4 separate regions of the Mus musculus genome follow, and all the other regions are linked to region 1. The links are chromatin contacts, called in public ChIA-PET, HiChIP or PLAC-seq and promoter capture Hi-C maps. All regions are on one chromosome and are shown on one strand. The core of a region is the stretch at or near the end of the contact, and the rest is flanking DNA. Distances in the headings are between cores, read along the strand shown. Region 1 holds the start of Mdn1 (midasin AAA ATPase 1). Region 2 overlaps Map3k7 (mitogen-activated protein kinase kinase kinase 7). Region 3 has its middle 87 kb from the start of Gm52717. Region 4 holds the start of Srsf12 (serine and arginine-rich splicing factor 12).

Region 1 (7,870 bases), core at 3,291-5,790:
TCTAGTGATCTCATATTTTTTAACTTTTGTGAAGGATGGTGAGTATGGTCAAATTGACCAAATCTAGACTCATCTTTTGAGCATATTTGTCTCTACAAGGTTGGCCTCTCAGAGTGCCAGTGAGGGATTATCTTGGTTATGTTAACTGATATGGGAAGAGTCGCTTAAATTGGGTAGATCACTCCCTGAGCAGATGTGAACTGTATAAAAAGAGAATTAAGGAGCAGCATTCGTGCCAGGCGTAGTGGCTCATGCCTTTAATCCCAGCACTTGGGAGGCAGAGGCAGGCGGATTTCTGAGTTCAAGGCCAGCTTGGTCTACAAAGTGAGTTCCAGGACAGCCAGGGCTATACAGAGAAACCCTGTCTCAAAAAAAAAAAAAAAACAGCATTCATGGTCTCAAACCCTGGCTGTGGACATAGGCACAGCAGCTTCATGTGAGTGAGTTCCCAGACACAATGCCCATGAACCAGAATAAATTCTTCCTCCATTGCATTTTTGTCAGGACATTTTATCACAGCAGCAATAACAACAAAAAGAAACTAAGATAATTTTCTTATGTTCTCAAAGGCCCTATTTCCAAATGACAGCAAATATTAGGGGCCAAGATTTTTCCTATTTTTGGTAGATACAGGTTGTTGTTTTGCAGTGCTATGAATCAAAGTTCCTATACTACTGAGCTATATCCCCAGCCTTGGCAGACACATTCAACTACTAAACTGGCACTGTCCTAAGTTTCCTCAATTCCCTGCCATAAATAAAACTACTTAATGAAATTACAGTAATGAGGGCAAGCATAGTGGCACATGCCTGTAATCGCCACAGCTGGAGAAAGCTAGTCAACAGCACCTGCCTACGGTTCCTGCTGCTCACAAGGCTGAGGCAGGGGGGTAGCTGAGCTCAGGAGCTCTAGAACAGAATGGACAATATAGTTAAGCCCCAAAACAACAATGAAACTTAGGGCTGGGGACCAGCTTGGTTACTTATTTTGCATCCATGAAGCCCTGAGGGGTTCACTCACCAACACATATAAGTAGTGTGAAAATGCAGAGGCAGCAGTTACACAGGACAATTAATTATGTAACTGACTTTCTCTTTTTGTGGCCCCAGCTTGCAAGCCCATGTCCTGGCTGTCAGAACAACAACGAAGCAGGGAATGTTCAAGGATTTGCCCCGGAAATCCAAGTCTACCAGACCACCCAGGCAATTGCATTCTTGGGAAATTCTGCCTCTTTGCAAAATGAGAGCTGCTGGAGAAGCCTCACAGGTATCTACGTTCACAAAGCTTGAGTGGGTTTTATTTAGGTGGTTAACATGCATACTAGTCTGAGGGAAGCTCAAGACACTGATGAAACTACCAAATACTGGGCCAGTGAGATGGCTCAGCAGGTGAAGGCGACTGCCAGTATCCATGTGGTAAACGGAGAGGACATCCTACGAGCTGTCTGCACACGTTAAATGTAAAAGTAAATAATCAACCAGAAAAGACATTTTTAGGGTGGTTCAGGCACTCCTTTTATCAAGCTTAGCAACCAGTTGAATGTAGTGGCTCTGTAATCCCAGCACTGGAGGCAGAGGCAGGTGAATCTCTGAGTTTAAGGAGAGCCTGGACTACACAAACTCGTGTCTTGAAAAAGAGAAAAGCACACTAAAACACAAAGCAACCAATTCAGTTCCTTTGCTATAATGACTAGTAGGTCTCAAAGCTAAGACATGTCTCATTCAGTACACAAGTGAGCAAGCTGTGGCTCCCCCCCACACACCTCCAGCAGCCCTCACCCCATCCCTACCCTAAAAACCCCTCCCTCCTATTAAGCTGGGCTTCTCTTCCCCCAGCCTGGTTCCCAGTCTCTGGCCACCTAACTCAGGGTGCCTCTCTTAATCAGCATCTCCTCTGTTGCTCTCCGCCACCCTCCCCTTTCCAGCCATGTTCAGCCTGGACTCTTCCCCTACTTTCCCCTTATAGCTGTGTAATAAAAATCTTCTCCATACTTTAGGAGTCATCTCCTTTTATTTGTTTTTTTTTTTTTTTTCAACTAGCAGAATTACTAAGATTTATCAAAGCTGCGGCTGACAAGTTAGTAGAAGAGCCTAAACCTCCCACTGCAGAGCACAGGCCCGAGGTGATACTGCTGGAAGTTGTACTGTTTTGCTGTGACAGCACCAGGGGGTCAACCCTAAAGCATGCTAGGCAGAGACTCCCTCACTGACCCACATCATCAGCCTAGAAACCCCGCTATCCACAACAATTCTATTTTAAAGCCATTATATGTATTTAATCAAGAAACAGCCAGGCGTGGTGGCGTACACCTTTAATCCCAGCACTTGGGAGGCAGAGGCAGGTGGATTTCTGAGTTCGGGGCCAGCCTGGTCTACAGAGTGAGTTCCAGGATAGCCAGAGCTACACAGAGAAACCGTCTCTAAAAAAAAAAAAAAAGGAAAGAAACAGAGATAAAGTTAGGTAACTGGCTGGGAGTTGGTCCTGCTGCAAGGAGGAAGAGGCGGCAGAGCTCCGAGACCTGTACTAGGGCTCTAGAGAATCAGACGCCCTCTTCTGTCCTCTATGTACACAAATCTCCAGTTATGTTATGTCCCTGTAGCTATCTATGCTTGGTATTATTGTAAACACCCTCCTCTCTATGAATGTAAATGTAGACAATAGTCAAAGTAGAGGAGGCATCACAGTTGCAGTGACAACGCATATAGATTTTGAAACTAAGCCCATGGTAACAGCCCGAAATCAGTGCTTGGAAAACAGATGCAGAATAATGAGGAACTCAAGGTCATCCTTAGATATACAGCAAATTGGAGGCCAGGTTGGACTACGGGTAATCTTGTCTCAAAAAGTAAAGTTTTGCTGGGCGGTGGTGGTGCACACCTTTAATCCCAGCACTTAGGAGGCAGAGGCAGGCAGATTTCTGAGTTCGAGGCCAGCCTGGTCTACAGAGTGAGTTCCAGGGCAGCCAGGGCTACACAGAGAAACCCTGTCTCTTAAAACCAAAACCAAAACAAACAAAAAAACCATTTTCTCTCTAGAGTGCCTATTCATGCTGAGTCCACCTACAGCAATTTTGATAAGGGAGCCACACAGGACAGACATCCAGGAGATGTATCCCACTAGGTTTGGTTTTTCACATTCAATTTAGTATCAGAAAAGCCTTTTGAGCCAAGCTGGTCTTGACACCTGCCTTGAATCCTAGCAGTCTATGTAGAGGCCAACCTGGTCTACACAGTGAACTCGGAGACATACAGAGCTACATAATAGAGATGTTATCTCAAAAGGAAAAAACAAACAAGATGCCTTTTGGCTAAGGGTGTAATTCAGTGACAGAAAGTAGGTTCAACACCTCGGGAAAAACTCTCAGAATTTTCTCTGGCGAATTCTACAATGCTGCAAATGGCTCAGGTTCATTCATCTACAACAGTGACTTTCAACCTTCCTAATGCTACAATCCTTCAATACAGTTCCTCATTTTGTGGTAACCCCAAATCATAAAATTATTTTCGTTGCTAACTCATAACTGTAATTTTGCTACTGTTATGAATCGTAATGTAAATATGCTGGTCTTAGGCGACCCACAGGTTGCGAACCACTGGATGGGCTACACTGCTGTTGACTGCTAAAACAATGGAGTGTGTATGTACTTTATGCACTCTTGGCTGAGAGTTTTACAAAATTAAAATCACGTCTCTCTTGACTCAAGCTTACAGACAGAGCAGGTAAGGAAACTTAGAAAGAAATTAAAACGCAAAGTGAAAACTTGTCTAGTAAGGATGCTCAACTCAGGCAAAAGCCAATACGGCAAAGCTCTTGAAAACACATGACTCATTTGGTAAAAAAAATAAAAATAAAAAAAATAAAATTTAAAAAGTCTTTCATCTCCCAATTTAACTGTCTTGTTAAAACCTTCAGCTGTTTGTTATGAACGGTCACCGAAGAAGACGCGAACTCCCCGGGTGTAGAGACAAGATTTTTGCGTCTCCTCAGTGGTGTATTGAGACGCCCAGAAAAAATACTATGGATGTTCGTCAGTGGGCCAAAGGGTCAAAGTAAAGAAAAGCATCCTTAAAAGCATCCGAGGGGTGGGGAAAGGGAAGGAAAAGCACGTGTCTGGGGGGTGGGGAGGCGGACAGAAGCAGCCTCGCAGAAAAACCAACCGCGCCGATTCCTGAAGGGCATGAACTCCACCAGGGCCTGAGCGCCGGGCAGGGGGCGAGGAAATGGAAGCTGACCCCGAAAAACAAAGGCCCTTTCCCGGGACTCGGCGCTCCGCGACCCGGGCCCGCCTCCCTTCGCCCACGCTCACCGACTTGGCCAGGAACCTGTTCAGCTCGCCGCTGCTCTTCTCGTTCTTGGCGGCGATTAGCCGCAGCGGCCCGGATACCAGCTCCACAGAGAGGTGCTCCATAGTCTCCGGCCGCGGCCACGGGGCCGCGGGGTGACGGCCGAAAACCCACGACGGCAAGAAGACCCCCGAAAGCCGGCAAGCAGACACACACGTGGTGAAGGAATTCACGTTGCGTCATCAACCCGCGGCGGCGCGACTACTGCCACGCCCCCGTGGGCGGAAATGCGTCACTGCCGCGCCACTGCTAGTAGGAAGGGAAGCGGAAGTAGCTTTTGAGGTTAGCCGGTTGACTGATCCTTCTGAGAGTGAAATTCGCGTCGCCAAACGAGGAGCTGCCGGCGCGTGCGACCTAAGCGCACAGTGACTTACTCTGTATCAACACAGGTCCTGTGTGAAAGATAAGCGGATTCGCTGTCCAAGATTGTTGCCCATAAAAAGAGTGACCTTTTGAGAAAAATGGCCCTGAAGTATTCTTACAAATCCTGGAAATAATTGCTTAATTAAAAAAAGAGTAGGAGTTAGTGAGATGCCTTAGTCGGCTAAAAGCTCTTGTAATGCAAGCCTGATGCCCAGAGTTTGATTTGTGACCTCTATTTTACACCATGGCACGTGTGGGCCTTCACACACTTCGCGCATACTCCCCGTAGTAATAATGATTCCAGAAAGGCTGCGGAGTGCACAAAGTTAGAATTGTTAAGATGAAGGTCACGAACAAGTTAAACCTATAATGATGTCAAACAAAATATATTGAGAGGGATTGACAATAAAGAAGCCCATTACCAGCATAGTGCAGCTTACAACCATTTGTAACTCCATCTCTATGAGATAAAACGCCCTCTTCTGGCCTCTGTGGCATACATACATACATACATGTGGCACACAACACACACACCAGTTTTTGTTTTGTTTTGTTTTTTTGAGATAGGATTTCTTTGTAACCCTGGCTGTCCTGGAACTTGCTCTGTAGACAGGGCAGGCCTCTGACCTCAGAGATCCGCCTGCCTCTGCCTCCCCAGGGCTGGGATTGAAGGCGTGACTTTAACACCTGGCTGCTTTGCTTTTTGGTGGTGAGAACTGACTAGATGACTCAGCAGTTAAAAGATGCTTTCCCCTAAGTCTGGCAAACTGATTTCAATCTCTGAAACCCACCCAAAGAACTTGGATAAAAGTTTACTCTAAGTGCAGAGAAAGGAAGCTTCTTCCAGCTGTGGAGGCACTAACAATGAACACCCAGAAAGGCATTCAACCCCCAGAGCAGCAGCAGATTGGTATATTGTGGAAAGTGTCACACCAAAAATGAAATAAAATCCAGGGATCCAATCAGATGCAGAGGATATGGATACAGAATAAAGTACAAGAAAAGGACTAGCCGGCCAGTGGTGTATGCCTTTAATCCCAGCACTTGGAAGGCAGAGGCAGGCAGATTTCTGAGTTCAAGACCAGTCTGGTCTACAGAGTGAGTTCCAGGACAGCCGGGGTTACACAGAGAAACCCTATCTCAAAAAAACAGAAAAGAAGAGAAAAGAACTAAGATTGATGGTTTTTGATGCTCGATGAAACAGGGGATTCAGGAGTGTACACTCGTACACTTGCACCATTGACGTTTCTCTTTATTGTATAGCGTTTATCTTAGTTTACTTAATGACTACAGCTGCATACCTATGATTTCACTTTAGAAAGGCAATTGTATTTTAATACTTTGTATCAAGGAAAATTTGGTTCAAAAAGTTATTCTAGTACTTTACAAACTTTTAAGATGTTTTCTTACTGTCTTTAGATATCAGCACATATCTAGATGTAGTCTCTCATTTGGTACCATGTGGGTTTATTTCTATTTAAACTTTTTTGTCTATTATTTCAGTATCAGCACATTTCTTTCCTTTACTTTCTTTCTTTCTTTTCTTTTCTTTTCTTTTTTTTTTTTTTTTTTTTTTTTTTTTTTGTGGGAGGGAGACAGGGTTTCTCTACGTAGCCCTAACTGTCCTGGAACTCACTCTGTAGACCAGGCTGGCCTTGAACCCAGAAATCCACCTGCCTCTGCCTCCCAAGTGCTGAGATTAAAGGCATGTGCCACCACTGCCCGACATCTATTTCTGTCCTCTATATTTCTTAAATATGCTTTCCTTTTGGGTTCCTTTTGGGAGTTTCTTGACCTGATTTTTCAGCTTACTCATTCTTTAATTTTACTTTCTTTTTAAAAAGATTCATTGGGGGGAGGGTGGGAAATGCATTAGTTGTTAAGAGCATTTAACAATCAGAGGATCCAAGTTCTTAACTACTGAGTCATGTCTGGAGTCCCTCTATTCTTTCTCTGTCTCTCTTTTTCTTTTGAGACAGGATCTCACTATATATCCATGGTTGTCCTGGAACCTGATATATACAAGAGACTAGGCCCACATTTAGATTGCCTCTGCCTCTCAAATGTTAGGATTGAAAGTGTCCATCACAAGGTGTATGTGTGGACCTGCATTTTTTAGGTGCACAACCATGCAGAAGCCCATAGATGCCAGGAAGGGGCCTGGATCCCCTGGAACTGCAATTATAGGCAGTCACAAGTAGCCATGCTTTTGCTCTTTTGGTTTCTTGAGATAGGGTTTCTTTGTGTAGCCTTGCTGTCCTGGAACTAATTCTGTAGACCAGACTGGCTTTCAAATCAGAGATCTGCCTGGCTTTGCCTCCCAAGAACTGGGATTAAAAGCATGCAACACCACTGCTTGGTTCCTAAGCAGCCATCTACCTGCTGGGACCCATACCTGGGTCCTCTTCAAGAGTAAGTGTCCTGTCTAGTTTTATGTCAACTTGAAACATGCTAAAATATCTGAGAAACGAATCTCAACTGAGAGTTGCCTGTTGTAACTGGGCTATTAATAACCCTGTACAGCAGTTTTAATTAGTGATTGATATTGGTGGGCCCAGCCAAATATGATTCCAGCCCAAACCAGGCTGAAGAAGACATGAGGAGCCATTAGTAGTCTTCATGACTTCTGCATTAGCTCCTGCCCTGCTTTTGATGATGAACTGTTAAATGGCAGTGAGAGAACTAACCCTTTCCTCTCCAGTTTGCTCTGGCCATGGTGTTTAATCAACAAGTAGTAACTCCAAGACAAGCTTTTAATTCTTGTCTCTCCAGCCCCCATTTTGAAAATACTTTAAATGTAGGAGTATCATATTTATCATTCTTGCTTTAAAATCTTCTCTTTCAATGCTTATTACCTTCATTTAAATTCCAAAAGTCTTCATTAGTCTGGTCTGTTTTCTTTTGAACCAGTAACATCTCTTTCTCATCATTTTACTCTGTGAATTCACTTACCTGGTGGTAGGGGATGACAAGATGCCCTGGAAGGTGATCCAAAGCCAGGCCTCCAGTTTACGTTAGATGCTCAGAGAAGGGGCCAAGGTCTCATACTACAAAACCAGACCATTCTTCAAGTTTCTATCTACCAAAAAAATCTTTTAAGATTCCCCTCCCCCACCGCCTTGGACATCCTAGGAGAAAGAGCAAGGAAACAGGTACTACTTTGA
Region 2 (7,870 bases), core at 3,175-5,674, 650 kb after region 1:
TACACTAGTGACTTCAAGCCACCAGCCAATCTTATCAAAGCATTCAGAGGAAGGACAACTGCCCCCCACAGACAGACTGGGGCGGATTACAGCACGGTCACATGTGATGACAATGGGGAACCCACACAGGGTCCAATGAAGAAAGCTAAGGAAAGGCGCTGACCCACTCGAACCCTGATTTCCATGAGACAAAAATGAGACAAAATGATAGACCCTAACTAAGAGGACAATGAGTTGTCTTAAAAAGTTTCCTCAATGAAAGAAACACTTCCCTCCCACGCTCTTCCCCTAAACCTCGGATACTCTCCCCACACTGTTCCAGCACGTAGTCTCTCACAGGTACTTGAGAGGGAAGGAGAACTTGCTGAGATTTCAGAAGTAGTGTGTTAGTTCATGAAGGGACAATTAGTTAAGGCCCTTTATTGGATTTCATCTTTGTTCTCTAAAATCAACAAGTAACACGCATGGCATTTCACTTTCTCTTTTCTGCCTAAGTTGGATTACAGCTTCTAGTTTCTAATATAAACAACTGGTCACAAGATAGCATAGTTACAGCATGAAAATTTATTTTTATACTTAGTAATTAAACATGACCTCTTTTCATGAAATACTAAAACTTACACTTGTTTTGGTTAATTTGAGTAAGGCAAAATTTCTGTTTTTTCAAACACAACAGATGTTAGCACCCTCACTTCTTCACAGGTGCATTCCCTTAGTGGTGGTTTGAATGAGAATGGCCCCCATGGCTCAGACCCTTGAACTATACACTGAACTGTTTGGGAAGAATTAGGAGATGTAGTCTGTTGGAGGAGGCATGTCACTGGGGGTGGACTCTGAGGTTTCAAAAGACTTGTGCCATTTCCAGGGTCTGTCTCTCTGGCTCCTATTTGTGGATCAGAATATGAGCTGTCAACTGCTGCTTTAGCATATGGTTGGCTGCCTGCCTGCCACCATGTTCTCTGCCATGATGGTGATGGACTCTAATACTCTGAAACTGTAAACCCCCAATAAGATCCTTGGTTATTCAAGGATTTCCTATTCTTTATCACAGCAATAGGAAAGTAAGTATGACACACTTGTGGATGTTTTCTTTTCTCTCTCATATGTGACTGAAAGTATGAACAGCCATGGAGATCATTGGGTCTTACTTAACTAATCTGTGTCTTAACTACTAAAACATTTAGCTTAACTATAAAGTTAGCAGCTTACCATGCCATATGGCAAGTTCACTGTTACCGTGTGTCACAACTCTAGGCATGGTCACCACGAATGGGCTATGTCTCATATTTATCTTTGCAAGGTTCTAAGCATAGAAGAAAGTGGGTCTGTGTCTCTGTAAATTCTTAAGTTGTGTCAAGATATTGCTGTTTCTAGGCCCTGGGGGAGTATTTGCCTCACTTTACAACCATAACAGTGTAAACTGAAACAGGAGAGTATTTATCTGTTAAGATTTTAAGTTATATTCTTTAGATTTTCTCTGGAAGAATACAGAACAATTTAATAGTTATGCTATTTTATCTTATGTTTACACTTCCGGTTATTTCCTGGGTCTATGAGAAGAAGGCGGCTTTCCTCATCTGTTCTCTATAACCTATCCTATGTAGTGACAGAGCTGCAATTATTTCAATGCAAAGACAAAATTTAGCGGGCACTGCAGCCTGGGCCCAGGTAAAACACTTAGTGATTGATAGGCTGCCGTACCACTCGGGTCAAGGAGCAGGATATCTGGGTTTGCATGCGTAGAAAACAGTGGATAGCAGACATCTAAAGAGATCTGATTTTCTCCTGTGCCACACTGTTGATTCCCATGTACGAATCTAGGCTGAAATTAGGAAACCCTCTAAGGCAATGCAAGGGAGAATAGTCCCTTAGTTTGGGGGGGGGGGTTGTGGTCATCATCATCATCAAGAACAACAGCCCAACAACAACAGCAGCAGCTGGTGTCACCCCAATGGCTAGAGCACTTCACTATGCACCACTGGACAGGAATCTTGGTGAGGTTTTGCTACTATAAGTGTTTAACTTACCCAAAGTAGACAGTACACACCCCTTGCTAAACATAGTTCTAAATTATATGACACAGGGAAAAGCTGCTCATTTAATTTTTAAAATGAAACTATAAACCTGACTAGGCCATACCAGGTATCTATAAATACTGAAAACATAGTTTGTGAAGACAGTAAACTAACTTCAAAATTTCAGTTTAATTGGTACTTTTTTCTTTCTTTTTGTTTTTGACACAGGTTTCTTTGTGTAGCCTTGGCTACCCTAGAACTCTCTTTGTAGACCAGTCTGCTCTTGATGTCATAGAGATCCGCCTGCCTCTGCCTCCTGAGTGCTGGGATTAAAGGGGTGTGGCACAACAACCTGCTTAATTTCAAACAACTTCATTTTCCAAGGTCTATGAGACCACCTTCCTTCCCTTCTGTTGTACTAAAACACAGAACAAGATCTTCCTTAGATACAGTGCTTGCGTGTGTGCTAAGACATCACAGTACTGTGCTCTCATGAGAAAACTATCCCTCCCTTTGCACAGGTATTTTTAATCCGCCATTATGATAAACTGAGCTATTTACACTGGAGTTTTAATAAACTAAAAGGATTTCAAATGTCTATGCATTTGAAATAAAGTCTCTCATGAGGTATGAAAAGTTGCCAAATAGATTTCTCACTTGGACACATATTCTGTGTTTTAAAAACCAGAGGCTGACACTCAGGAAATAACTCTAACAGCTGACAAAAGGGATCTCATCAACTTCCAAAGCTTCTTCACAGCAAAAGAACAGCTAAGCTGGGCGTGCTGGCCTTTATCCCAGCACGTGTGAGCAGAGACAGGCGATTAGCTGTGACTTTGAAGCCCACAGGGTCTACCATAGTAAGTTTTGAGGCCAGAAGTAATATACACACTGTGAGATCCTGCTCCTCCTACAAACCAACCAACCAACCAACCAACCAACCAACCAACCAACCAACCAACCACTAACAAGTTAAATACAGTCTATAGAGTGGGGGGAAAAGTCTTTCATGGCTGTGTATGTATATTTATAATAAAAATAAAAGAACAAAAATAAAACCCTGAAGAAAGCAAGCAGCCAATCAAATCAGTACGCAGACTAATGATTAGACAGTTCTCAAAAGATGTAATACAAGTGGCTAATAAACACAAGAGAAATGGCCTGGTCAAAACCAGCCCTGATTAGGTCCTAGGTCCTAGAGAGGAGTCTAATGTTATCTTGCTATATTAACATGTTATCAACCTGCTTCTAAATAGTGATATTTATTCCTATGGATTAGAGTGGCTTTCAACCCTGGCTAGAGAAGATTCTTTTTGAAGTTGTAGTATTTAACTCAGGGAGGGAGGGAGGGAGGGAGAGAGAGGTTAAAGTGTTAAGGATCAGTAACTGTGAGTGCTCAGTCCTAAGTGGGACAGCTGTATCAACAACCTAAGAAGGCTCAGGGAATATCACAGAAGAGGAGAAAAGAATCCAAGAACCAGAGGATCTCAGGAGGCGGTGAAATGCTGGCTGATGGACAGGGTCTAGGTATTCCACTCATCAATCCATTGCAGCTGTGGCTACCCACACAAGATCAGCCAATCAATAAACCAGCATAGAAGGCGAAGAGGCTCATGAGGCCCCACCCTTAGCTGAGCAAGTGATAGCTGCTGGAGGAAGGGGAGTTACAAGCATTTTCCTTGGAGGGGTGTGGCTGCTGCTAGGTTGCCCAAGCGTGGTGGCTGATCCAAACCCTAGGGTTTTGGGGAACAGTAACTGGATTCAGTGGGTCACAAAAAGAAGACAAAGGAGGAAGGGGCATTGGGGAATGGATCCAAAAGGAGTAGGATAATCATGTTGGGGATGTTCAAGATATATTGTATACATGCATGAAACTGTGGAAGAATAAAAGATACTCTTATGAGGAAAACATGGAAATTGCTCAACCTCACTAGCCACTGGGGAAAAATGCAAATTGGAACTTTGCTGTAATCTCACTTCAGCTGCCAGAAGAGTACCCTTATGTACACTGCTGGCAGAAATGTAAACTTGTCAGCCATTGTGAAATCACTACAGAAGATCCTCAAAACATTAAAAACACTAAAATAGGCCCCTGGATGTTTACCCAAAGGACTTCTGTTCGACAAGCGCATCACAGCAGTACTTCCACATCCATGTTTACTGCAGCGCTATACATAACAGCTGAGCTACAGAACTCACTGGGATGGCCAACAACAGAGGATAAAGAACATGCCACAGGTATACACAATAGAGTTTCCAGTGTGTCCTTTGTAGGAAAATGGATGCAACTGGAAACAAGTTAAACTGGTCTTAGAAAAGTATTTGTTTTCACTCCTTTGTGGTTCTTTAACTTTACAGATACATAGAATCACGTTTGTGTAAGACATCAAAGTAGAAGTGAAACTGTCTAAGAGGAACAATGAGGACTAAAGGAAGGAGGGTGGGTGAAAAGAGTGGTACGGGGTATGTTCATTATGCATGAGATACTTTTGTGAAAATGTCCTTTCACGACACAGTCATGTATCAGGAATACACACAATGGAGACTAAACGCAGATCTGAGACATATTTGGGAGGAGTTGGAGTAGGGTTCGAGATGGTCTAAATATACTGTATTCACGTATAAAACATTATTAATAAAAAGTAGAAAGTCAAGTAAAGATGCTGGTGGTCATTGTTAGCGATATGGGAATTGTAGTTACTGAAAAGGTCCAACAGGAACAATCATGATACAAAAATCACAGAGTGAAGTACAAGAACACATGCTTCCAACTGGAAAAATCTGACTATTTTTAATATACGTGTTTAGTATGTGGGAGGGAAAAACACACACAGGGTAAAGCACTTAGTCTCTGCCATAACACTCCAAGGGCATTTCGAAAGCTACTGCCAAGTGGTTGATTTTATAAACATGAAGATCTAAATAATGACATCATGCTTGTCTTTGTAAAGATTAATGCCTCAAGTCAATCCATTTTGTATTACAAGGAACTAGACTGGTCACCTGTGGAATCATCAGGGGTCCACGGGTGACTGCGAGCTGGCTTCTCTGAGGTTGGTCCTGAGGTAGTGATCATTCTGACACTAGGGCTGGATGACCGGCTGCTCACCTGTGAAGAAACGGTAGGAGGAAAAGCTGTCACTTTTTTCTTTTTTTAAAAAAGAATTACAAGACACATCTTCACATCCAATAAGAGGCAAACATTTTCAATTTTTACTAGTAGATGCCTAAGACTCTTGAAAGCAGCATTCTAAGTATATAGTCAGTGTATATCAAATTCACTATGCATTCATACATAGCATCTCTTCAAAACTTACAGAGAAATAAAGCCCACAAAACAAAAGCGGACGGGTAGCCCTTAAGCTGCCAATGCTAAGACTTTACAACCCTGGATCGTCTGTTATGTTGAGGAACTAGTAACAGAGCCACCAATTCTCTGTAGGATGAGAAGGCCTGCTTAATCCCCGCTCAAAGCCAAGGCTCGGGAATGCTTTGTTCTGTGGGAAAGAGAAAACTAGCAAAAAATGAAAAACCTTCCAATAAAAGCAGTTGGCAAGCCCAGCATGGTGGCAGACAGCTGTGATCAGCACTTGGAGGCAGAAGCAGGAGGAACATGAAAGTCCCTTGTACAGGGACACGAAATGAAGGAAGACAGAACTGAGCGACAGTATGAGAAATGAGACAGACGCATGTCCCATGTTTCACATGGTCAGATATGGTCAAATTCCAGAAAACAGACAAGCAAAAAATAGAAGTGGCCTCCCGAGGGAAATGGCAGCTACAGGTGAAGTGTCCCTAAGTCAACAGATCTGAAATTAGAAATGCTTTGAAACCTGAAACTTCCAGTGCTCACAAGATGCCACAAGTAGAAACTGTGTACCTAACAAACACCTCATGTGACTGAAGCCATCATTTAAGTGACCTGCAGGCGATGCATATTGTACAGAGAAAACAAATGCATGGCAAGTTCAGGCCTGGGCCTTATGAGCCAGGTGTCCCATCACATACATGTGTATATTTCAAAATCTGGAAGAAAAACCCTCAAAGCCAGAAACACAACCCATTTCATGCTTTTCAGAAGAAATATTCAACACGCACTCACAAACCATGAGCTTCAGCCACCACGGAAGCCAGAGAATGCTGGCAGAAGACTGCCCGCAGCCTGGAACAGTGAAGAATGTGCTCAGAACAGCATCTGAAATGATAAGCCTCACCTTACCTACCTCACAAACTCCTACAACAGGAATGTCTAAGCAGGAACTTTACTTAACAAGAATTTTTTTTTTTTCCTGGACCAAAGGGCTAAAATTCAGTTTCCTTGAAGAAAATCCTGATAAGAATGGGTACTAGTCTTCTCCATACTGAAAACAGTAGGTAAGAAGACAGTAATGAACTTACAAAACTACCAAACAACACAGAAATATAATCTACAGCATCATAAAACCAGGATAAGCAAGAACATTGCTTTTAAAATGCTTGGGTTTTTCAGGAAAAGCAGGCTTGGTACAAATGTTAAAATCTCCAAGGTATTTACTACAAGTGGCATGATCTAACTTTTCACCTAGAAAGGCAAAGGGGATGAGAAATGAGAAATGTACCTATTCCACCTCAGAGATGGTAAGAGGATAAAGAAGAGTCTAAAATAAAGATGGACTAGTTTACCAGGAAAAGGAACAAACGCAAACTACACCATTAAAGCACAAAATGCAACAAAGCACAACCCCCAACCCTGGGGTAGAGATGGCTTGGTGGTTAAAAGTGCTTCCTGTCTCTACAGGGCTGACTTTCCAGGGGGCTGAGGAGGTTCACAGCTCTGGCACCAGGGAATCTGATGTTCTATTCTGGCCTTTTTTGGGGACCACACACATGTAGCATGCATATGTGCACGTACACAGAGACAAACACATAACATAACATAACATCCAACAGTCAGGATGAATTAAATGTGATCCTAAGAGATGAATCTAATTTACATAAGTTAAAACAGGGGCTGGAAAGATGACGGGTTGTTAGGAGCACTCCCTGCTCTCCTACAGTGCCCAGGCCAGGTTCTCAGCTCCTACATCAGATGACTCCCATGTGCCTGAAACTCCAGCTCCAGGAGATCTGACACACCCAGCCTCCTCGGGCGCCTGCATACTCCTGCACATCCACACCTCCCATTAAAACAACAACAAAAATGTGAACAACTAGAAAAAAATGAAGTTAAATAGAAAAGATAAACCATGTAAAAAAGCACTCTAGGTTATGTTAATAGAATATTAATATTAAAAATATATTTTAAAACCAAACAAATTAAGAAGTACTGATGTGAGGTGTTCTACGACATGGAAAATCTGGGTGTTGTAAAAGGGAGAGGAGCCCTAACCCTGAAATCTAGCAGGAGCCTCTCACCAGCGGAGAAGCAGGCATTCAAGCAGTCAGCAATGGAAGGCCCTTCTCCCTTCCCTGCCCTAAGTGTCCTAGGCATTTTGCCTGAAACTTCACTTACAGAAAAAGATGTATACCAATTTCCTTCTACACACCAGGAGCTTGGGGTTCATCTAAGGCACCTCTAATTCTACTGTATAATCTTGCTTATCCAAAGAGAAACAAAGAAACAGAAAGGATTCCTTCCAACCCTGAGCTGTTAACTTGAGAGTAACCAAATGGTCCATAGGGCTAGTGCTAAGGCAACTGAAACTGTCCCTGGAGAAGCCCCAGGTACAGCTGAGGAGCTTACTCGGCAGCACTCTGAGAAGCTCGTGGGTTTTTTATTCTTGAGAGCTAGCACTACAAGTTTTCCAGCATCAAAACTCTAATTCCTGGTTTGGCCCACGCTGATGTCTCTAAAGTCTAGAGGAAATAATTCTTCA
Region 3 (7,870 bases), core at 1,828-4,327, 580 kb after region 1:
GCCTTGGGAGAGCAAGTGGATATTGTTTTCATAACGTTTCTATACGTTCTTTTTGTATGACAGATTCCTTACAACCCTTTGAAATCATTCAGAAGAGGGAAAAAATGTCATTTGGTGCCAGCACCATCTCCCCGGTGATGTCGGGACTGGAGTCAGGGCGCCCCTGGCTCTTGCCCCTGCCCTGGCTGCACTGGGCTCCCTGCATTGCCTGCTGCACGTTTATTTCAGGATGGATGCACTGCTTACAGCCTCCCTTTTGCTACTGTCCTCCTGGGAGCTCAGAAAGGTCTCTGGGAAGTACAAGGCACATGGTTTAAAGAGAAAGGGCTGCGATTCTTTTGCCTCTTTATTGGAATAGATTTTACAATGGCAAAATTCAGCCAGGAGGAAGCCCAAACCTGGCAAAGTGTTCTTTATAAATATTGGGGGCTGAGGCTGCCAAGTCTGATTCCTTGAGTTTCATCCTCAGAATCCACGCAGAAGGACAGCAGCCACTCACTCATGTCCTCTGACCTCCACACATGTGAATATACACATGCACAGTATAAATAGATGTAATAAAAAAAATCAGATTCTTCTAAAAAAATGGAAACACATTAAAATGTTACTAGGTCAGTTAGAAACACTGGAGAGTTTCGTTTCACGTCTAGGCAGTCTTGGAGCGGAGAGAAAACTTTGCTCAATAAGCATAAATTATGTTTTTTTTCCAAGATGATGGAGTGTGTACCATGTGACCTTGCTGCAGCTTTTTGGTCCACCATGGGCAGGTACGTGGGCCTACCATAAGCGTGTTGAAGTCAGGTCCTTGGGATATGTGTCGAGAAAGACCCTCTGGCAGCTCCTTAGGTGAAACACCTGTATCTGTGAGTCTTCCCACCTGCCACCCCTGACCCCCACCTCCAGCTCCAGAAAACCCACAGGCGCATGTTTCTACTGTGTTTACAAAGCCAAGATCCTCTATCTTTACAGACCAGCCTCTCGTGGCCTTGGGATTCTCCAAGATGCTTTTGAGGTCCCTGCTGTGTGGTCCTTACACTCAGAGGCGAGCGTGGGCGAGGCCGTCTCTGAAGGATCTATTGCAAACCATGAAAGAGAAATGCAGGTAATTATAGCACAATCTGCAGGCTAGTCGGCGGCGCTGGGTTTCTCTTGAGACTCAAAGGCAAATCAGGAAACATTTCCCTGGTTTTCCCTCCTGCAGACACTTGGGGTTGCTTGTGATTACTCATTAGTTGCTTGCAAGAGAAAGCTGATGATCAAACGTGACCAAGGGACTCAGCCTTCCCTGTCTGCTGAGAAGTACCCTATAGCGTCTGGTTCCTTTATATTGGCACAGACAGACTGGGACGGACTTTCTGAGAGCCTATTTGTTTATTCACCAGGCTTAGATGTCTTTGACAGTCCCCATCAAAGGACTCCAGAGAGCCCCAAAGGCATACAGATTCTTCTCCTAGCCATGACCAGTGACTATGACCTTGCCTTTGCTCCCTCCCTCTCTGCCTGATACCGTCAGCATGATCCCTACCCATCATGGCTTCTGTTTCCACCAGCCGCAGAACTGGCCCAGTGGGTAGGAGGCAAATTCCTTCTCAGGTTGTCAGGTTCCATGACCTGAGCCATTCTGCTGGCCTAATCTCATTTCTATTTCTGTTTCTTTCAAAGAAAAATAGTTCCATTGCTGTCTTCTCTCATGTGCACTAGCAGCAGGAATTAGCAGCATGCCTTCCTACAAACCTGGCCTGATGTGTGTGTGTGTGTGTGTGTGTGTGTGTGTGTGTGTGTGTGTGTGTGTGTGTGTGTGTGTGTAGGGGTCCTAGTGGCCAAAGCACTCCTGGAGGCAGAGATCTTCTCAGCCTCTTCCATGGGACTGGCCTGGGTCTTCCCAGTCCACCTGGCAGGGCTGGGCTCGGAGCAGTTGCGCTAATTTTCTCTATCCCGATCCTGTCCTAGTAGCAAGTGACTGGCTCCAGGGGAGAAGAGCCGAATCCATCAGACTTCTCTTTATGTGGGTCTAGAAGTGGGGTTCTGAGCTGAGTTGATGCCTGGGTGTATTCCCAGATTTCTTTCCACTAGGTCAACACTTGCCTCTGTTTACCCTATCCGCGGGTTACCAATCTCCCCTGCTCCTGCTCCACTTTTCTCACTCCAAAACCCTGGTGCTTACTGGTGATGTTTATAGGGCCTCTCTTCTCCTCACGCCAGCTCTTGGAAAAGTTCCATTGTGAAATACTACAGGGAACTATGCCTCCGATCTAAAGAGAACGTTGCGCCCCGCATCCGTGGGCAAGCAGCTGCAGGTGGGAAATATTTGGAAAACTAAAGAGATGTGAATTCCTGGAACACAGGGCAAGCTTTTTCAGGTCAGTGTTCCCTAAACAATATGGGACGTTGTTTAAGGCATTGCCTGTGACCTGGAGTTGACTAAATTAGACAGGTGGTTTGCACAGGTTCCCTGTAAACATAAGAAAACGATGCGCGCATCCACACATCTTGATATTTAGGAGAAGGGCCTCCCAGAATCAATTCTCCCCAAGTACCGGAGGATGACTGTTCTGTCAAGGGCAGAGTGCTCCTGTGAACAACGAGACGAGAAAATGGTAAATCTATGCTTCACATGCACAGATAATGCTTCAGTCCCTCCGTGTGCAGAAGAATCGCCAGCTTTGCATTGTGCCAGCCCCCTCCCCTCTTCTCCTGATTTCCCCTGTGACCCATAATGTCCGCGGGGAAAGGAGATGAACAGTGAGCGTGGCTGGTGGCTGCGCACCCTCCCTTGGTGAAGCCCGCCTCAAAGGCATCTCTCCTTGGTGGTGTCCCCATAGTCGCCTTTGCCTAAAAATGCTATGTTCGGCTTGAATATTGTTTTAAAAATAATTTGCTCTTGAAAGACACTGGCCTTTTTAGAAAGCAGCTTCTGGCACGGCGGCGCTGATGGCCCAAGCTGTTTTGTGATCTAAGCTCTTTGAGAGCACTGCTGCATCTGTAGCTGGGAAAGCCAGCAGTAAAAGGACGGTTGCTAAGGGAACAATTGAATTGCTGACACAGAGACATAAGATGTGACTGAAAACTCTTTTCTTCTCCTGCCACGTGGAAAAGAAAGCAGATGAGTCAGAGGGAAGAATGGACCGTCCTTTCTGACTGCTAAGAGAGAGCTAAGGAAAAAATAATCCCAGCCCCAAGAGGAATAGTCCCGTGGTGATTAAATCAGGGACTGGAGCTCAGGGTTAAGAGCACTTACTGCTTTGGCGGAGCAGGAGACTCCATTCCCAGAACCCCCACGGTGACTCACAACCACCCATAGCTCCAGTTCCAGGGGTCACAATGCCCTTTTCTGACCTCCATGGACCCTGGACATGCATATGGAACAAATACATACACACAGGCAAAACATTCATAGACATGAAATAAAAATAAATACGTCTTTTTTTTTTTTTAACTGAGAGAATCTGAAGCAGCTGAGAGGCTGAGGTTAAGTTGAGTGTGACAGCCAACTGTGAGATGGCTGACCACAGGTCTCTTAGTAGCGTCAAACACAGAGGGCATTCCACGATAACAAGTCTTCCTTGAGCACCACCCTCGACACTTTGAAATATTTCTCAATTTATTGAATCACTCATTTAAATACCATTGCCATTTTTGAGAGAGTCTATTGGTTTTTAAGCACCCTTTTTAAAGGTATAATTTATATACCTTAATATTCACTACAACTATATATTTTAGTCTGTTTGGGACTGACTTTATGGAGCCCCTTCATAATATATATTTATAGAATAAATACACCTCATCAGAAAATCCCCTTTGTCCATTCAGTCATTTCTTCCAGCCCTAGGCAAAGACTAATCTGCTTTGGAACTTGCTCATTAACTTTTCATAGATAGACCCTCAACTGAAAGACACCACAGAACCTGTGGTCTTTTGTGTCTGCCTTACTTTCCCTTGTATCGTGTTGGAGATCCATCCATATTGTATCATGCCTCAGCTCATTTCTTTAAAACTGAATAATATTCCGTTGTACCAACATATAGCACTACACATTCATCAGAAGAGGGCTTTTTTTTTTTCTGGTTTAAAAGAATTATGAGAAATGCTCCCATGATCATCATTACAAAAATCTCTGTATACTGAAGTTTTTCTCTCCTTTGGGGTACGCACCTAGAGTTATAGTTTCTGAAACGTGGGTATGTATGTTTCCCTTTTCAGCAGGCCAACAGAGGACTCAGCAGGTAAGGCACTTGCCGCCCAGCCTGATAGCCTGAGTTCGGTGTCCAGACCTCACGTGGTGGAAATGGTCTAATCATGTCGGATGGTCCCTGGTCTCATACTTATGCTAAGCACGTGTTTATAAACACACACACACACACATAGTAAATAAATGTAATAAAAACATTTTTAAAAATATTTATTTTAAGTATATGAGTGCACTGTAGCTGTCTTCAGGCACACCAGAAGAGGGCATCAGCTCCCATTATAGATGGTTGTGAGCCACCATGTGGTTGCTGGGAATTGAACTCAGGACCTCCAGAAGAGCACTCAGTGCTCTTAACTGCTGAGACATCTTTCCAGCCCAAAGTTTAACATTTTTAAAAGTTTTACTTACAAGCAGTAAGAGGCCTCTAGTTTCTCCCCATCCTCCATGAAGATCTGATTTTTTTTTGCAACTCCTCTTTTCATGTATTTATATTTTTAAATATTTTTTGACAAATCCATACACAAATACAATAGTGTCTTATTCATATCTGCTCTCCTATTTCCCCCTGAGACTTGCCTTGGACTCCCCAATATTATACCTCCTGTCTTCATGTTCTCTTTTCTCTGGTCCCCAGTACCCATCCATTGCCTGTAGCATCTTAGTTAGGGCTGGCGTCCCACAAGCCCCTCCTTACCCATGCTGGTATTATTGATTGACTTGATCATCTGCAACTAACCACAGCTTCTCTGAAGGCAGGAGGGCTCTACCATGTCCAGAAGACAGCTCTTCACAGTGCTTCTCCTCATCTGCTAGGATTGTATTCTTGTCACCTTCTCTTCTACTGCATCCCCTGCACCTTGCTGGAACCAATACAAGGCTGAACACTCAACACTTATTCTCAGCACATTGACTGCTACCCACAGTGGAAAGAAATGTCCCTGACTAAGGTTGAGAGTAGCATTAATCCTAAGTATTTAGAAGGCAGCTTAACAACATGTCCTGATAGGAAAACATCAGTATAAGATTCCCCTAGAAAGGCAGTCCTCCCCAGCCTTGAGTATTGACCAGGTTTACAGTACCAGTTCCCTCCTGTGGAGCAGGTCTCAAATCCAGTCATAAAGTGGTTGTTTACCACCATAACATTTATGTCACTATCGGATGCATGGACCTATCTTACACAGCAGATCAATATGGTAATGCTCATTGGCACTGAGTAAGTCCATCAATGACTTTTCCTCCCCAGCAGCCTCAATACACCTTTTGACATTATAAAAGCCACCAGGGAGACATTTTTCAGATCTGTTCCACCTTAATCTCTCTCTGTTCTCAACCAAAGTGTATGGGGTCTTCAACAATCTTATTTTGGTGGACCACTAAGAACAAACCAACATGTGATGTTTTGTGGACCTTTGGGCTTCTCTGACTAGTAATTCATACAGAGGTATCACACACCAGTCACTAAGAATTTCATTTAATGATCGATGTCTTCTGGGGAGAGCATTGTCTACCAGAGGCAGGGTACTTCCATGCAAATGCCTTGTTTCCCATAGGTGTTTTTATACAGTTTTTCACCCTATTCTCTCCTTTGATAACCTGCTTTCATCCCTGCAGAAACCTTTAACTCCCAGAATTCCTCCCTTACTTTTGTACCACATATGTTCTATTATCCCTTCTCTCACTAAGGCCTCTCTCCTCCCTGTTATCATTTGCCTTTTGTAACTTCTTGACCCCTATAGACACCCCAAAATTAAACATACAAATCTAAAAGTCTGAGACTAAGATCCACATATGAGAGAGAACATTTAGTGTTTGTCTTTCTGGTCCTGGGCTACCTCAGAAGTGTATTTTCTAACACCATCCATTTTCCTGTAAATTTCCTGGTTTCATTTTTCTTTACAACTGAATAAAATTCTATTATGTATATGTATCACATGTCCATCATCTATCCATTAGTTGGTGGATATCTAGGCTGATATCACTTCCTAGATATTATGAATAGAGTAGCAAGGACTATGATGTGCAAGTATCTCTATAGTTAGACATGGAATCCTTTGGGTATATGTCCAGAAGTGGAATAGCTGAAGCATGTGGTCAATATATTTTTAGCTTTTTAAAAACATACCAAGAAGCTGGGCGTGGTGGCGCACGCCTTTAATCCCAGCACTTGGGAGGCAGAGGCAGGCGGATTTCTGAGTTCGAGGCCAGCCTGGTCTACAAAGTGAGTTCCAGGACCAGCCAGGGCTACACAGAGAAACCCTGTCTCGAAAAACCAAAAAAAAAAAAAAAAAAAAAAAAAAAAAACAAAAAAACATACCAAGAACCAGCCTCAGTTTGGAGAGGGGTTCTGAGGAAATGCAAAAAGAACGACTGGAAGTCAAATTGTGGGTACAAGCTGACAACCTGTGTTCTGTTCTAGACAGCTTTCTGAAGATCACCAGACAGCTCAGCTCTCCCAGATCAAAGCCCAATCTTTTATTTACATATCAATTCAATCATCCACCCCAGGTCCCCTTTTGATTGTCCCACCAATCAGCATTTTTGAGCTTAGTTTCATGACTCCTAGGAAAAGACAGCAAGCATATTTTTCTTAACATTGCAAATGAATTCAGAGATCTACTTGCCTTTGTTAGCACAGACAATAAGCTAGCTGGGTGGGATCTGGCTCTGAGATTACCACTCCCATGCCTAAATTTAAATTTGCTCTGTCCCAGGCTGATCTTGAACTCAGGAATCTGCTGGTCTTTCTATCTTTCTGACAAGCTGGTTCATAGTGTAGCTGCCTCTGTTCTTTTAGGTTCATGAAGCCCCTCATATAATTTATATTGCACCCTTATATTTTTATATAGTTGAGAAATTATATATTTTTGAACTCATGTTTTCAGAGTTCTTTCCCACAGCCTTAAGGGCTGTCCTGAAGGTCACAGCATTCAACCATGTTTGTTAAGGACATAGACACACCCTAGCCTTCTGAACGCATAATGTTTCTCATTATCATGGAGTAATTAACCTTGGCAGAGAGGATATTTCCAGATAACTTTGGAGGGAGAGTATTTCCCGAAGGAGGGACATGAAATACATACACACACACACACACACACACACACACACACACACACACACACACACACACACACACACACAGAGAGAGAGAGAGAGAGAGAGAGAGAGAGAGAGAGAGAGAGAGAGAGAGAGAGACATATACATAGTCTCATGCCCAGCAACTGTCAACACTTGTGGAGGCCCACACCCTGCTGGCTCTGTTACAGGGGTGAGAGCCATGTCACAATGTCTCTTCTGTGACCATGCTAGACTCAGAAAACCTCCACAAATTACTTCAATAGTGGCTGCACCAATATACACTCCCACCCACAGTGGTTAATAAACCCCCTTGGCAGTATTTGTTGTCATTTAAAGTGTTTGTTTTTAAGATTTATTATATTATTTATATGTATAAGTGTTTGCCTGCATGTGTATCTCCACCACATGTATTCATTACCTACTGAAGCCAGAAGAGAGCATTGGATCCCTTGAAAATGGAGTTACAAATGGCTGTGAGTTGCCAAATCTAAATCCTTTGCAAGAGCAACAAATGTTCTTAACCTCTGAATTAACTCTCTACCCCTGTCATTTGTCTTCTTGAAAACTGTGAAGATTTGTATAGCCTAGGTGGCACTATTAGAA
Region 4 (7,870 bases), core at 3,740-6,239, 550 kb before region 1:
CCCTCACCAGGCCAAGTCTCACTATCTCAGCCTGGTGCTTGTGGATCAGGATGTAAGCTCTCAGCTCCTGCTTCAGCACTATGCCTGCCTGCCTGCCGCCATGCTCCCCACCAAGATGATCATGGACCAACCTCTGAAACTGTAAGCAAGCTCCCAATTAAATGTTTTCCTTTTTAAGATGCACCGGTCATTGTTTCTCTCCATAGCCAATAGAACAGTCACCAAAATAGTCCTGCTCCATGATATGGAACCCTTGGGCTTGATGACCAGATATAGTCTAGCTGAATTAGTGAGCTCTGGGTTCAGTAAGAGACCCTGTCTTTAGAAGAAAAAAAAAAAGGTAGAGAATAGTAGAGGAAGACACCTGACACCTCCCCCACATATACACACACCCCATACATACACATCTGACCCCCCCATACAAACACACTTAAAAAAAAAAAAACACATGAAGAAAGAAAACCAGCCAAATACATTTCTTTACAGTCTCATTTTCTTTTTCTTCTCTTTCTCCTATCTTCTTTCTTTCTTTCCTTTGTTTTGAGACAAGATATTTAAAGGTGTGATATCATGTGCCTGTAAGAACAATCAGGGATCTATAATAAAGACCCTGCCTTACCCTCACACTCCCCAATACCAAAAATCAAACAAGCAAAAAAAAAAAAAAAAACCAAAACCAAACCAAACCAAACCAAACCAAACCAAACCAAAACAAAACAAAACAAAACAAAACAAAACAAAACAAAACAAAACAAAAAACCAAGGCCTCATGCAGCCCAAGAAGGGGCTGGGCTTTGGTTCCTACTTTTTCCCAAGTGCTGGGATGTACCACCACTCTGCTTCCAGTGTCATTATATAGTGATATATACGTTTTATATCTTTAGTATATTATTAAATACACATTTAAAATCCAATTTCCACATAGTTTAAATCAGACTATATGTATAATTATTTTCTTCAAGTATACTGATATTTCAAAGTTAACAAATGTAACCTTTTGTTAATTAACTTAGACATACATTGTACAAATAATTTTCTATGACGGCTCTACCACAACACCTTTTACCTCCTCTGCATTTTTAGGTAAGCTACTTTGACCTCTGTGGTGGTTTGTATACACTTGGCCCAGGAGTAGGACTATTAGAAGGTCTTGTTGGAGTAGGTGTGGCCTTCTTGGAACAAGTGTGTCACTATCAGGGTGGGCTTTGAGACCCTCCTCCTAGCTCACTGGAAGACAGTCTTCTGTTTGCCTTCTGAACAACTTTCAGCAACTCAAATGCCATGCCTGCCTAGATGCTGCCATGCTTCCTGCCATGACGATAATGGAACCAGGAAGCCAACCCCAATTAAATGTGGTCCTTATAAGAGTTGCCTTGGTCATGGTATCTCTTCACAGCAATGTAAATTCTAACTATAACAACCCCATTAGCCTTAGTTTCATATCTGTAAATGGAGTTAATAAAGAATATACAGACTCTAAACTGGGTAAAGGGGCAGAGCGGGGTCATTCCACCACTCAGGAAGAACAGAAGGATCAGGAGTTCAGTATTATCCTTGGCTATATATCGTGTTCCAGGCAGACCCAGTTTCCAAGACTCTAGCAAACAAACTCACACCATATAGTCTCAGGAGGCTACAGCAGATGGATGGCCATGAGTTTAAGTGCAGCCTACACTGCATGATGAAATTCTATCTCCAAAAACTGAAATAAAACTTAAACGTACTTAAACTGTTAAGTGTATTGGTTAGTTTTATGTCAACTTGACACAAGCTAGAGTCATCAGACAGGAAGGAACCTCAACTGAGAAAACAACTCCATAACATTGGGCTGTGGACAAGCTGTGGGGCATTTAATCACTTAATTAGTGATTGATGTGGGAGGGCCCAGTCCATTGTGGGTGGGGCACCCCTGCGCTGTTAGTCCTGGGTTCTATAAGAAAGCAGGCTGAGTGTGCCATGGGGAGCAAGCAAGTAAGCAGCACCCCTCCATGGCCTCTGCATCAGCTCCTGCCTTTGGGTTCCTGCCCTGCTTGAGTTCCTGTCCTGACTTCCTTCAGTGATGAACTATGATGTGGAAGCATAAGCCAGACAAACCCTTCCCTCCCCAAGCTGCTTTGGTCATGGCCTTTTATCACAGCAATGTAACACTAAGACATACAGGATGGTGAAAACTAAGTAAGATAGTACATGGAAAGTTTCTAAAAATTACATTTATTTTCTGCATGTGTGTTTGTGTGTGGGTATACATGCCACATGTTCATGTGGAGGTCCAAGGACAACATGAAGAATCCATCTCTGCTGCCTTTTTTGGCCTAGGGATTGAGCTGAGGCTTCCCTGCTTGGCCACAGTGTTTTAAATCTGCTGAACCACCTCCCTGGCTTATAAAGGTCTTCACATAGGATCTGTCACATAGTATGAATACTAACAAATTCTAGAAACTGTTATTCTCTTAATACAAGATAATCTCAGTCCTGATTGCCTCTCTGTGACAAGCTAAAAAGCAACGAAAGAACAGAAAAAAGAATTACTAGCTCCTGGGGCTGGCGAGATGGCTCAGTGGTTAAGAGCGCCGACTGCTCTTCCAAAGGTCCAGAGTTCAAATCCCAGCAACCACATGGTGGCTCACAACCATCCATAACAAAATCTGATGCCCTCTTCTGGAGTGTCTGAAGACAGCTACAGTGTACTTACATATAATAAATAAATAAATCTTAAAAAAAAAAAAAAGACTTACTAACTCCCAATTATCAGTCTCTGCACTTGGTGAAGGATTACCTGGACCCAAGGTTAGTAGTCACATGAAAACATGTTTTTATTAGTTTGTTCATTTATGGAAGCCAAGGCCTCCTGCATTTAAGGCAAGCAATCTACTACTGAGTAACACCCCCAGATGTGTTTTACTTAGTATGCACAATGTTTGAACATCTGAAAACTCTATGAAATAGCCAATATTTTATAGTTTCTAGATCTACAAAAATTGTAATTCACACTATTCAACTTAACACACCTTTATTTAGTTATGGTATGTGTGGGTGTGGCTTATGTGAGGTCAGAGGACAACAGGGGGTAGTTATTCTCTTCTTCCACCGTGTAGGTCCCAGGGATAGAACTCAGATCTTCAGACTTGCATCTGTACTCATGGAGACACCAGGCTGGCCTCTTATATAGCTAGTAATGCTAATGTTTTAAAATTCGTTCAATGTACACAAAAATCCAGGTTTCTGACTTCTCTTGAAAGTAGGTTGAGGCAAGTTGCAGCAGGGGTTGAGGTGTGTGTGTGTGTGTGTGTGTGTGTGTGTAACATGCTCATAATCACAGCTATGGGGGAGGCTGAAGTAGAAAGAGGGAAAACCCAAGTCCTGGTTGGGCTACAAAATTGAACGGATGCCCCAGTAAGTATAGCTCTGTAGGGAGCCCAGCATGTACAGACTGGGTTTGATTCTCTAGAACTGGAAAAGGTGGCAACGTGACTTCCCATTCGAGGACACATGCTCACCTGTTGCAGTCTGTACCATTCTACTACGTCTCATAAGCTGGTACCCCCACTCATCTGTATTCCTCTGCCTCGCTCTTGTGGCCACTAGGGTTGGGAATCTCCCGGGTTTCTTTTGTAAGCATGCCATGAAGACCTTTTGCTTATTGTTCAAGTTGTTTAACTGCTTTTAGCCTACCCAAATATTAATTTTGCTTCCTGTGTGAGGATGTTTGGATAAACAGGTAGAGAAGAACCATAAAACCCAGGAATCTTTTAAAATTCTATTAACTCACAGTCTACAGTAGTGACATAAATATTTACAGTGATTAAATTTAAAGTTCTTAATTCTCCTAAAAGTAAATCCCCAGCTTGGTGGTGGGGGTCACCTGCAATGCCAGGACTTGGGAGGGAGGCCAAGGTAACAGGATCAGAAGTACAAGGTCAGCCTAGACTAGATACTACTCTCTCTCTCTCTCTCTCTCTCTCACAAAACAAAACAAAACAAAAACAAAAACAAAAACAAAACAAAACATACATTATGATTACTTCAGATAACTAACAACTGAAGAGCTGCGTACATTTGTGCCTGTTTAGGTCCAGGTAACTCCTTAAAACCCTTGAACTTCAACTTTTCCATAGGTGGCCAAGATGGCAGAACTAGAACGGGGGATTAAGTAATTCCAATGAAAGATGAAGGTGTCTATTAGTGTCACGCCTCCCATTCTCTCTCCGGCTCCTATTAAAGGAAAAGGTGCGCTAGTCTGAAAAAAGGGCATTTCTTCAGCTCTATGCCTGGCAACCATCTGGACAGAATTTTCAAAGAGGGATGGAGGAAATAAAGACTTCCTGCACCATAATGAAGCCTAAGACTGTTCCCAGGACTCAAAGAAAACCATAGAAATCGAACTGACTAGTCTTTTGTATATTAAATGTGGGCCATAATCACTGTCTGAACAGTGCAGAGGAAATTGCAAGGCCTAAGGTGTGCATCCTGGGGAGGAGACAGCCCCAGTTCCTCCGGAAGGTTAGTGGGCGGCGCCTGCAGAGCGCAGTGCCACCAGAGCCAGGGCCAGCACTGCCACCACAGCCGGAGCCACCCAGCCCGCACCTTGACGCCGGGCCAACACCTGACATCACGACCGCACCCCAACACCTCGCCCACACCCCAAAACCCAGATACTCCGACAGCCCGCAGTGGCACCCCTACGACACCTGGCCAGCATTCCCAACACCCGGCCAGTGCCCCAACACAAGACCGGTACCCTGACGCCCAAATGGCACCCCAACAGCTTGCAGCTCGGCACCCGGGGTACCCGGGCGGCATCGTCATCCAGACAGCCCCCCACTGCCCACCCCGTACCCCGACAACCCGGCGCCCCGGCCCGTGCCCCCGCGGGGTCCGGTCTCCACTCACCTGGTGGCGTCTGCGACGTTCCTGACGAACAGGGAGGTGTTGGGGGGCCTGGTGTAGCGAGACATGCCTCTCGCGGCCCCGCTCCCAGCAGCCCGCCGCGCCCCCTCCCGGGCCGGCCGCGCAGCCGCAGACGCGGGCGGGGGGCGCGGGGCCTGCGCGGCCGCGCGAGCACAGACCTTGCCACTGCCCGGGCCTCTAGGGAATAGATCCGATCCCCCATCGCTGCAGGCCAGCTAGGTGCTCCAAGGGAGACCTGCCTCTCCCAAACAGCCCCAGAAAAAGATCTCATGACAGGGCTTCGAAAGAGCCATGTGCAGGGTCAGGGAGCCACTTGTGGGCATGCAAGCTTAGCCACAGCCTTTCCCTAAAGAGATCAACTCGACCCTCAGGGAAGAAAGACTGAACACGGGCGTGGGGGTGGGGGTGGGGGGAACTGCTGCAGTACTGCAGCTTAAGCAAAAAGGCCTCGAGGCAATAAACAGGGTAAGCATCAAAGAAACCCAGACGGGAGAGCAGGCTGGGGTCTTTTGTTTGCTTGTTTACTCAGGCCTAGAATTCCTTTTGTAGTGGGCTCCACATCAGGCTGGGTTTAATGCTAGGAAAATTGAGAGTACTGTGTATTGGTTAGTGGAGCTGGTGTAATAATGCCACGCATTTGGTGGTTTAATGAAACTTATCTTGAAAAGACTAGGGATGTAACTCAATGGAAGAGTGATTGTCTAGCCTGCAGGATGCACGCTGTTCCAGTACCTGAGCAGAGACTATGGCAGAACCTGTCATCCCAGGGCATGGGGGGGGGGGGGGGGAGGACGGTGAGGAGTGATGGCAGGGAGGTCAAAAGTTATCTACTATAGAGGAGCTGGAGGCCAGCCAACTGAGACCTGTCATTACTGATAGCGCATAGATCTACTCTTACAATTTCTAGATCTGTTTTGAAGCAGCTAAGTACTTCTTTTAGTACAACAGCTTCCTGTAGGAGAGCCTGAGGCAGGAACATTTTCAAGTGCAGATGACTAAATGATATTACACCGGGGTAGCTTCGAGGTGGGGGCTGGAGAGAAGGTTCAGCAGTCAAGAGCGCTTGCTGCTCTTGCAGTGGACCCGGCCGGGTTCCTCTCCCAGTGTCCACGTGGTGGCTTACAGTTCCAGGGTGTCCAACACCCTCTTCTGGCCTCAGTGGGATGCAAGGCACACAAGTAGGCAAAACACTTACACATACAATAAAAATAATAGTTTGACAAAAGGAATACTGCATTAAGCTTGGCCGGTGTCTTAAGCAACCATGTTCAGTAACTAATATAGCTATGTGTTATTGCTTTTTCGATGTTTTTTTCTGGTACTCTTGAGGGTCCAGACTAAAAGCCCTCCGTGTCCTAGATTTTTTTTTTTAAATCATATTCATCCAAAGTTGTAGGCTTTATAACCAAAAGTACTGCTTTGTTGAATCATCTCTTCAAAGCAGCAGGCGATGCTGTACAGAGTTCAGAGGTGTATGAAGGAGTGCAATGATCCTAGTGACTGTGATGAAGGCTCAGTACATAAGAGTGCTTACAGTGCACTGACTCAGAGTTCCCAACACCCACTTGTAAAAATCCTGGGCATGGCCACACCCCTGTGACCCAGCATCACAAAGCCACACCCCTGTGACCTCAGCATCGTGAGGTCAGAGACAGGTGAATCCCAGGAACTCAATGGCCAGCAATCCCTGAAGAAATGGAGAGGTCCAAATCTTCAGTTTTAGTGAGGGATGCCACCTTGGGAGAAGACATACTTGTGGAGTTGTGGAGTGAGAGTCACCCTGCAGCCTTCTCCAGCACATGTCACACAAGTGTAACCCTCTTTCCTCCATTAAAATAGAAACATTTTAAATGAAAAGAATAAAAAGTTAGCTTAGAGTGACAACGTGGCTAGGGAGATCTTCCTGAAAATTTTTGGTCTATTTCATGCTTATTTTCTCCCCAAAACAGGACTTCTGTTTTTAAAGTATTTTGAGATGCCCTTGTATCTTTTCTCATTTAGATACTATAATTATTTTTACCTTTTCTCCCCTTGGAGACAGGGTCTCATTTTATAGCATGGCTGGTTTAGTACTCACAGTTGTAGCCCCAGGTAGGGTTGCAGTTGCAGCAATCCTCCCACATCAGACTCTGTACCACTGGAATTACAGGCATGCACCACCATGCTTTTCTATTTTACTTTAAAAAAAAAAAAAAAGTAGAGTTAAAAAGATGCAATTGAAATCCCTGCCACAGAGCTGGAATGTAGATCCGTGACAGGGCACTAGTGAGCGTGAGGCCTTGGGCTTGAGTGCCAGCGTTGTGACAGTCCACAAGGAGGAGGAGGAAAAGGAGGAAGAAGAGGAAGAGAAGGAGGAGGAAATGAGAAATTGCAGGTCTATAAAGAATATTGGGAAAAGGAAAAAGTCAGACTCCCTTTCAATTGTTAAAGCTTGCCTAAACAGACAAACTTCTTAAATCACTGTTATGTTATATTGAAAGTAGATGGGCTGTTGAGCTGGTTCAGTAGGTAAAGGAGCTTGCCAGCAAACCTGACAGCCTGAGACAGATGCCAAGGACCCACATGGGGGAAGGAGAGAACAGATTCCAACAGTTGTTCTCTTAGCTGCACAAGTACAATTTGGCATATGCATGCCACACCCATACACATGCACAAATCAGCAACATGTAATTACAGTATTAAAAGGGAAAGCAGAGGCGCACAGGGAATGGTATCTGATATTTGGGTATTTACTCCTAAGACTCATCTTGTTAACATAGCTAAGAACAGTGGCTGTCACTTGGAATCTAGGATTAGCTAAGACTTTCCTGCTCATACTGTTTGCCCACCTTATACTCTGTCACTGCAGAGAACCTTTTCAAGTACTAGGATTGCAGTCCATAAGCCACTTTGTGTTGTGTGACACTATTCCTGGGGGGATGTGACCAAATATGTACTCACAACAGACCAAAGTACAGATACT

Evidence for each region. Promoter capture Hi-C pulls out the DNA fragments that hold promoters and counts their contacts. ChIA-PET counts read pairs in DNA pulled down with a chosen protein or histone mark. HiChIP or PLAC-seq counts read pairs in DNA pulled down with a chosen protein or histone mark.
Region 2: a contact with region 1 is called in an H3K4me3 HiChIP or PLAC-seq map of pro-B cells, with 8 times the contacts expected there. The contact joins the enhancer-like site here to the promoter of Mdn1 in region 1. A contact is called at or near these places in 16 of 39 promoter capture datasets (the 3T3-L1 cell line, 3T3-L1-derived adipocytes, the C10 cell line and 9 more), 2 of 484 Hi-C or Micro-C datasets (the AML12 cell line and nephron progenitors), 11 of 115 datasets of contacts at active chromatin or transcription factors (bone marrow-derived dendritic cells, bone marrow-derived macrophages, embryonic stem cells and 6 more) and 2 of 9 other capture datasets (adipose tissue and liver).
Region 3: a promoter capture Hi-C map of neural stem cells shows a contact between it and region 1. The contact joins the enhancer-like site here to the promoter of Mdn1 in region 1. A contact is called at or near these places in 6 of 39 promoter capture datasets (the C10 cell line, cranial neural crest, frontonasal cranial neural crest and 3 more), 1 of 484 Hi-C or Micro-C datasets (embryonic fibroblasts) and 1 of 115 datasets of contacts at active chromatin or transcription factors (bone marrow-derived macrophages).
Region 4: an RNA polymerase II ChIA-PET map of memory CD8 T cells shows a contact between it and region 1, with 223 read pairs. The contact joins the promoter of Srsf12 here to the promoter of Mdn1 in region 1. A contact is called at or near these places in 7 of 39 promoter capture datasets (cranial neural crest, embryonic stem cells, liver and 3 more), 1 of 484 Hi-C or Micro-C datasets (embryonic stem cells) and 2 of 115 datasets of contacts at active chromatin or transcription factors (embryonic stem cells and memory CD8 T cells).

Annotation. Positions count from the first base shown.
Region 1 is chr4:32,653,789-32,661,658 of GRCm38.p6, reverse strand. It overlaps Mdn1 (midasin AAA ATPase 1), which reads right to left and starts at 4,540. Exons shown (of 102, transcript NM_001081392.1): 1 at 4,307-4,540. The coding sequence starts at 4,408.
Region 2 is chr4:32,007,570-32,015,439 of GRCm38.p6, reverse strand. Map3k7 (mitogen-activated protein kinase kinase kinase 7) reads right to left here. Exons shown (of 16, transcript NM_172688.3): 13 at 5,019-5,124. Among named protein-coding and RNA genes, the nearest start is that of Map3k7, 47 kb to the right of the region's middle. Within about 2 kb of position 4,424, at least 41 of the 459 cell types and tissues checked have an H3K27ac peak or open chromatin away from gene starts, as enhancers often do. A contact at or near this core is called in adipose tissue, bone marrow-derived dendritic cells, bone marrow-derived macrophages and 2 more, where this site is marked.
Region 3 is chr4:32,069,953-32,077,822 of GRCm38.p6, reverse strand. No RefSeq gene overlaps it. Among named protein-coding and RNA genes, the nearest start is that of Gm52717, 87 kb to the left of the region's middle. Within about 2 kb of position 3,077, at least 107 of the 459 cell types and tissues checked have an H3K27ac peak or open chromatin away from gene starts, as enhancers often do. A contact at or near this core is called in hippocampal neurons and neural stem cells, where this site is marked.
Region 4 is chr4:33,206,391-33,214,260 of GRCm38.p6, reverse strand. Srsf12 (serine and arginine-rich splicing factor 12) reads right to left here and starts at 4,989. Exons shown (of 5, transcript NM_001372518.1): 1 at 4,891-4,989. The coding sequence starts at 4,955.